Linked DNA regions of Zea mays: region 1 is linked to region 2. The links are chromatin contacts, called in public Hi-C maps. All regions are on one chromosome and are shown on one strand. The core of a region is the stretch at or near the end of the contact, and the rest is flanking DNA. Distances in the headings are between cores, read along the strand shown.

Region 1 (3,248 bases), core at 238-2,737, 250 kb before region 2:
TTAAATGTTCTTATTCACCATCTTTCAGAGCATAGTTCTTTAATCTTTACTATTCCCTCCATTCCAAATCATAAGGTTTCTTTGCTGTGCACTTAGGTATATACTATGTCTAAATACATAATGCTGCACTTCCTGTGCTTTTCAGCTATATCTGTTGCTGCATGCTGCTTAAAATTTGAACCGTTGAAATCTGCTGCATAGAATCTGAACTGTGCATGCAGCAGCAGCTGCACCTGCACCTGCAGCACAAAATGTGCAGCCGATCAGGCTGGGTTCAGAAGCCAAAGCGTCTTATATTTTGGAAAGGAAGTATGGAGTACGAAGTAACAATGTGGTTGTGGGCAACTGCTAGTTCAGAAGTCTGGAATGGTTTAGGCTAATGTTATTCATTTGGTAGGAAGTTGTGAAACAAAACGTGCTGGCTTCTTACCACTGTAGTCAACTGGTGGTTCTCACTTGTTTGTTCCCTCTGAACTTCATGGCCGCAACATCTTTCAGACTATGAAATCTGTGTGGTCTATGCTTGTTCAGAATTTCTCTTAGTAGGCATATTTGACCGTGGCTACAAATTTTCACGAGGGCGTGGTCCGAAATTCAGAACGCTGCTTCATTATCACATGGACTGCGGTTTGTTTTCGCACTGACATGATTTGACATTGTTATTAACATTTGTGAACTGGTTTTGTGCGATAAACAGCTGTAAAATAAAGTAATTTCTGTGGTTGTAAATTGTACTACCTTCTCGAATATCTGTCGCCCGCCGTTAGTTCATATTTGTCAATGCTGCCTTTGGCTTGGGCGGAGGGAGGCTCCCCGCTTCCTGGTGTCTGCAGATGTAATCAGGGTATTGCCTGATGCTCTCTGGTATCCGCCGATGTGATCATGAGCTTATCAATCACCTTTTATTTTCTGATTCTGAAAACTTGATACTTGAAGCCGATATATTATTCAGTAGTCGTTTTGTCTGTCGAATGTTATCAGTCCCTGCAAGGATCACACCACGCTGCGCTCTCTGACTGTTTTGGCTTCGGCGGAGTTGCGGTTCGGTTAGTCAGTTTGCATAGTTCCTCGTTGCAGATGATCGTAGTTTACAAAATTCTGGTCGTGTTCGTGTTAGTTGTTGTGCCGCTCTTGCTCGGTTGATGGCAAGATGGCAGCTATATGTGGAACTGAACTGCCCTGTCAAATCAAAGCCAAACTGAATCACCACCAACAAGCAGCTGAAGCCAACGTCTCAACTGGGACTGGGACAGCCTACCCTTTACTGATAATAGCACGCAAGTCAAGTAGTCACCATAACTTTTTTTTTGAGAATCAAGTAGTCAACATAATTGTTGGGACTAGGAGTCTCTCTAGGAGACTAGGAGAGGCGATTCGGATAAATAAATGACTAAAAATAGGAGTAGAGGGCCTACCTAGATGGGCCTAATTATTACACATGGGCTGGCCATGTATGTGCGCGGGGTGGCCCGGAACATTAGGTAGCCCTAACTCGCGCCGCTATAAAATGGCGACTCTGGCGATCAGGGTTTATCTCGACTCCGCAACCTCCCTCTAGCCCGAGCGAAGAAGAAAGGAGGGTGCTCTGCCGGCGGCGGAGCGGAGATGTCCGAGAGGAGGCGCGGCGCCGGCGCCGGCACCGGCACCCGCAAGGATGAGGTGGTGACCCGCGAGTACACCATCAACCTCCACAAGCGCCTCCACGGATGGTACTACCACCAACTTTCTCTTCCATTTCCCAAGCTTATTAGATCCACGTGTTGGGGAGCATAGTGTTGTTCTATAGCCGCGTCGGGCTTACACATCAGATGCTGGTGCGGAGGGTTGCGGCCTGTGAGCACTATGTGGGCTTGCGAATGGTCGATACACCTGATCGGATGCATTATCTTTTACCAGCTAGACTACAGTCGGGATCACCTGACCGAGCGGGAATAGCGTGTAGTTGATCTTGCTCTTGTATCTGATCCCACATTCATCTCGCGTTTGTCTTGTTGTTTGCCTTTGTGAGTGGTGGCAGTAGTTGCATTTTGTTCTGTGGGCGCCGTTCGATTAGGTGCTACTCGGGTATAGTCAGGTGCCTGCCTTATTTCATTGGCTGAACACAGTTACATGCCCGGTATATACAATCTGCTCATCGTTACACGTATTGCCTCATAATGCTACTATGTGTTCCATTTGGGCAGTATATTTTCCTCCCATAATACACATTGTATTTGTAGTTGCATCGTATTTTTTTGAAGGTGTTTCTCTGATACAGTAATATCTTTTGTATTGTCCGGTTATAGTCAGGTATCTGTCTTATACAATCTCGTGGTTGATACAGTTACATGACCGGTACACAGATGTCGCTCATCGTTACACATGTTGCCTCGACATGCTGTCATGTGTTCCATTTGAGTGCTACATGCACATTGCAGAAGTACAATATCATGATGTTCCATTCTGTTAAATCTCTTTTGAACACGCAAAATTATATTGTATACAGCACTAACCATGCTTCAGTTGATCTTGTCAGTTTAGTCAACACTAATTAATCTACAATTGTATGCAGCACCTTCAAGAAGAAGGCACCGAATGCCATCAAGGAGATCAGGAAGTTCGCCCAGAAGACCATGGGTACCACCGATGTCCGGATCGATGTGAAGCTCAACAAGCACGTCTGGAGCAGCGGTATCCGGAGTGTGCCGAGGCGAGTCCGTGTCAGGATTGCCCGCAAGAGGAACGACGAGGAAGACGCCAAGGAGGGGCAGTACTCTCTGGTCACAGTAGCTGAGATCCCTCCGGAGGGTCTCAAAGGTTTGGGAACTAAGGTTGTTGAGGATGAGGATTAAGTCGAAGGGTTCAATCATCTAGCACTTAAATGCATACCATGAGAGCAAGTTTGATAATGCTGCTTCAGCTTGTTATCTATGCCGGATGACGTGTGATAGAAGTTTCGAGACGTTGCTCCTTTCAAGTTTTGAAATTTTGACTATATGCCATGCCAAGTCTGTGTTATCTTTACACATTCCGAGCATCTGTATTTATTATGCTGAGACAGACTCATCAATTTTTGCTTGTACAACCTGATATGACTGATGTAGCCATGTGTTTTAAGATTTTTTGACGCATGAAAGATCACTTGTAGCCCTGTCTGTCACAGCTGCCAGTTTGTTCTTGACAGATCACTTGTAAGCCCTGTTTGTCGCAGCAGCTGCTTTTTAGAGAAGCAACTTATCAGAGAAGCTGGTGAAAAACATTTTAGACTA
Region 2 (2,951 bases), core at 42-2,541:
GCACCCAGCAGGCTGCAGGATCGGTTTGCTCGCTCAGTGATCTGCGTCCACTCATTCTTCTGAACGCGCGTAGGAGTATGTTATTATATATATGAACACGGGTGACATCTTCGACGCTGACCCTCGCTTGGATCAGGACTGCCCGGACAGCCGGTCACGTCGGATTTATAATTGCAGAGTCTAGCGACGTGGAGGTTGGCCATGTGGTTGGAGGTATGGCTAGCTTCAACTTCACGGTGAAGAAGAAGAACCGCGCGCTATGCTGAGAAGAGAAGGTATAGCTTTACAGCCGGCGGTGGAGCCAGTACGTTGTTCCAGAATATTTATTCCATATAGAAAGAGAGAATTATATACAGTGCAAATATGCAATGTATAGGACCATTAGAGTTAGCCACAAAAAAGGGCACATAACAACTATTTTAGTTCACTTGGTGAAAAACTATTGAACTTCGTGGAAATCAACAAGCAGTTGAAAGAGACAGATATTCAAGCAGTTGTATAGGACCATTAATGTCTTCTATTCTCGTATTGTTGATATATATATGAAGGATAGTGGTAATATCAATATTGCATTATATATCCTCTTCCCAATATTGTATTATACAAGCAATCCATTTCGACAATATTATTGGGGCGAAGGCTGACTGCCCCCTCGCTCGACTCATTTATAATGAGAACAAGATAAATCATGACGGATAAAAAGCGAAGTCTACTCCAACCAAGCGAATACTACATGACGGAAGGACCGTCCAAAATAGACGAAGGCTTTGCCGATTCCCGTAGTCAAAAGTCAATCAACTTACTTTTATTTAAAAAAACATTAAATTAATTAGAGATTTTTTTAGTGAGCCACGGAGCTAGCTCAACGAACTTTTTGTCTGACCCGTCTGACCCTAAAAGAAAATCACTAGAAACAGTCCCCACTCCATCTAGTACTATGCTATGCATTTAAACATTCAAAATTTATACTCAAATATAAGTGATATAATAGACAGAAGCTATTTTTTAATTAACTAATTTTTATTTATCAACAAAAAACTATTAACCATCTTAGCAATGACATCTGATTATAAAATACAGTAGATAATAAAGTAAGGACACATGACAAAGGGGCTATGTCTTTTTCCAGGAACACCGCATCTTGGCCCATAACCAACACACCATCACCAAATAAAAGGACGCTAGCCCACTAATCTATAGGCCCAGCATGGAAAATCCACGAATAAAGATGCCAAGCCCGCCACGGGGACTAGCGGATAAGCCCCCGCGCCGGTGCCTACACAGTACACACTGACCACGTCAGTTTCGCCATGGCTACCTCCTCCACCACCGCGCTCCACTCGCAGTTCCGGCCACCGCTGCGCGCTCCCCGCCATCTCCGTCCGCTTCCACACTCGTATTCCTCCTCCTCCCGCACTCGCGGCTGCGCTCCTGTCCGGGCCTCAGCGGCGTCCGCATCCGCGCCGGCCCAGCGGGAGATCGCCGCGGGCGTCCCGTGGGGCTGCGAGATCGAGTCCCTGGAGAGCGCGGCATCGTTGGAGCGGTGGCTCATAGACTCGGGCCTACCGGAGCAACGCTTGGCCATCCAACGCGTGGACATCGGCGAGCGCGGCCTCGTCGCCCTCAAGAACATACGCAAGGGGGAGAAGCTGCTCTTCGTGCCCCCTTCCCTCGTCATCACCGCCGATTCAGTAATAAGTCCTAGGCTCTCACTAACGGCAGAGATGCTGTTTATCTTTTGCTAAGAAATGATTTTACAATTGGCACTCTACTGTGCTTTGTATATATATTATTAGGAGTGGGGTCGCCCTGAGGTGGGAGATGTGATGAAAAGGAACTCCGTGCCGGACTGGCCGCTTATCGCTACTTACCTCATAAGTGAAGCCAGTTTAGAGGGCTCGTCGAGGTGGATCAGCTACATAGCAGCGTTGCCGAGGCAGCCTTACTCGCTTTTATACTGGTATGGCCGGGGATTGTAGTAGGCGTATTGCTATATTGAGAGGGGTGGCATGGTCATGGGATAGCATTCTCAGTGTTGTACAGCCTTCATGTGTTATTGCAGGACTCGTGCAGAGCTAGATGCATACTTAGTGGCCTCACCAATCAGGAAACGTGCAATTCAGAGGATAACTGATGTGATTGGGACGTAAGATTGTCTACCAATACATCTACTGATGTTTGTTTAGCAAATTAACCCCTAACAGTCGAAACTCACATTGGGATTGTGCTCTGTTCATTTTGGTAGATACAACGACCTTCGAGACCGTATATTTTCCAGGCATCCAGATTTGTTCCCTGAAGAGGTGTGTTTTGTCAACATTGGTACTGCTGTACTCTTTGTGTACACATATGAGTACAACAATACTTATCCAGCTTCAATCCTTTGCAAAGAGCATATATTCAAAAAATTTCTAATCTTGAGGTTATATTAATTATATCTGAAGATGAAGATTATATTAGTTTTTTAGTTGAGTATCAATATAATGTTGTGTGGATTGAGTCACATGTTTGTAACTGCATATTTTAATTTGATTACACTATGAATGTCGATTATGATAATTTACTACTAATTCATTTGTATTTTAACATGATCACTCATTTTTCTTATTTTAGGTGTATAACATAGAGACATTTCTATGGTCCTTTGGGATTCTGTTCTCACGCCTGGTAAGACTGGATTTAGTAAATATGATGTAAAGCTTGTTTTACTTGTAGATCTCTAATATCCCTTTGCATGATTAGTATGAATTCTTTTGCTTACTGGTTACTATTGCTGCCATTATTGCACGGTTTGGTTGGCCTCCAGGCAACATTGGCTGGCAGGAACTGCAACTCCAGGCGTCCGATTTGGATTACCTGGGGCCAGGATCGCTGCCTGGGCGGCAGGTTGTCTGGGAGGCTCCAAACCAATGCTAACCAAGGATGTGCATTGGTCTATTCTGCAGGTTCGC

The links. Hi-C and Micro-C count contacts between places; a contact is called where the count stands out from the background.
Region 1: a contact with region 2 is called in a Hi-C map of ear, with 6 times the contacts expected there. The contact joins the promoter of LOC100285759 here to the promoter of LOC100272441 in region 2. A contact is called at or near these places in 14 of 25 Hi-C or Micro-C datasets (bundle sheath, ear, endosperm and 6 more).

What each region holds. Positions count from the first base shown.
Region 1 is chr4:168,714,375-168,717,622 of Zm-B73-REFERENCE-NAM-5.0, reverse strand. It overlaps LOC100285759 (60S ribosomal protein L31), which reads left to right and starts at 1,487. Exons shown (of 2, transcript NM_001158649.2): 1 at 1,487-1,709; 2 at 2,552-3,134. The coding sequence starts at 1,606. The coding sequence ends at 2,831.
Region 2 is chr4:168,466,350-168,469,300 of Zm-B73-REFERENCE-NAM-5.0, reverse strand. LOC100272441 (Rubisco methyltransferase family protein) reads left to right here and starts at 1,291. Exons shown (of 13, transcript NM_001146915.1): 1 at 1,291-1,691; 2 at 1,797-1,960; 3 at 2,063-2,146; 4 at 2,246-2,303; 5 at 2,614-2,667; 6 at 2,946-2,951. The coding sequence starts at 1,311.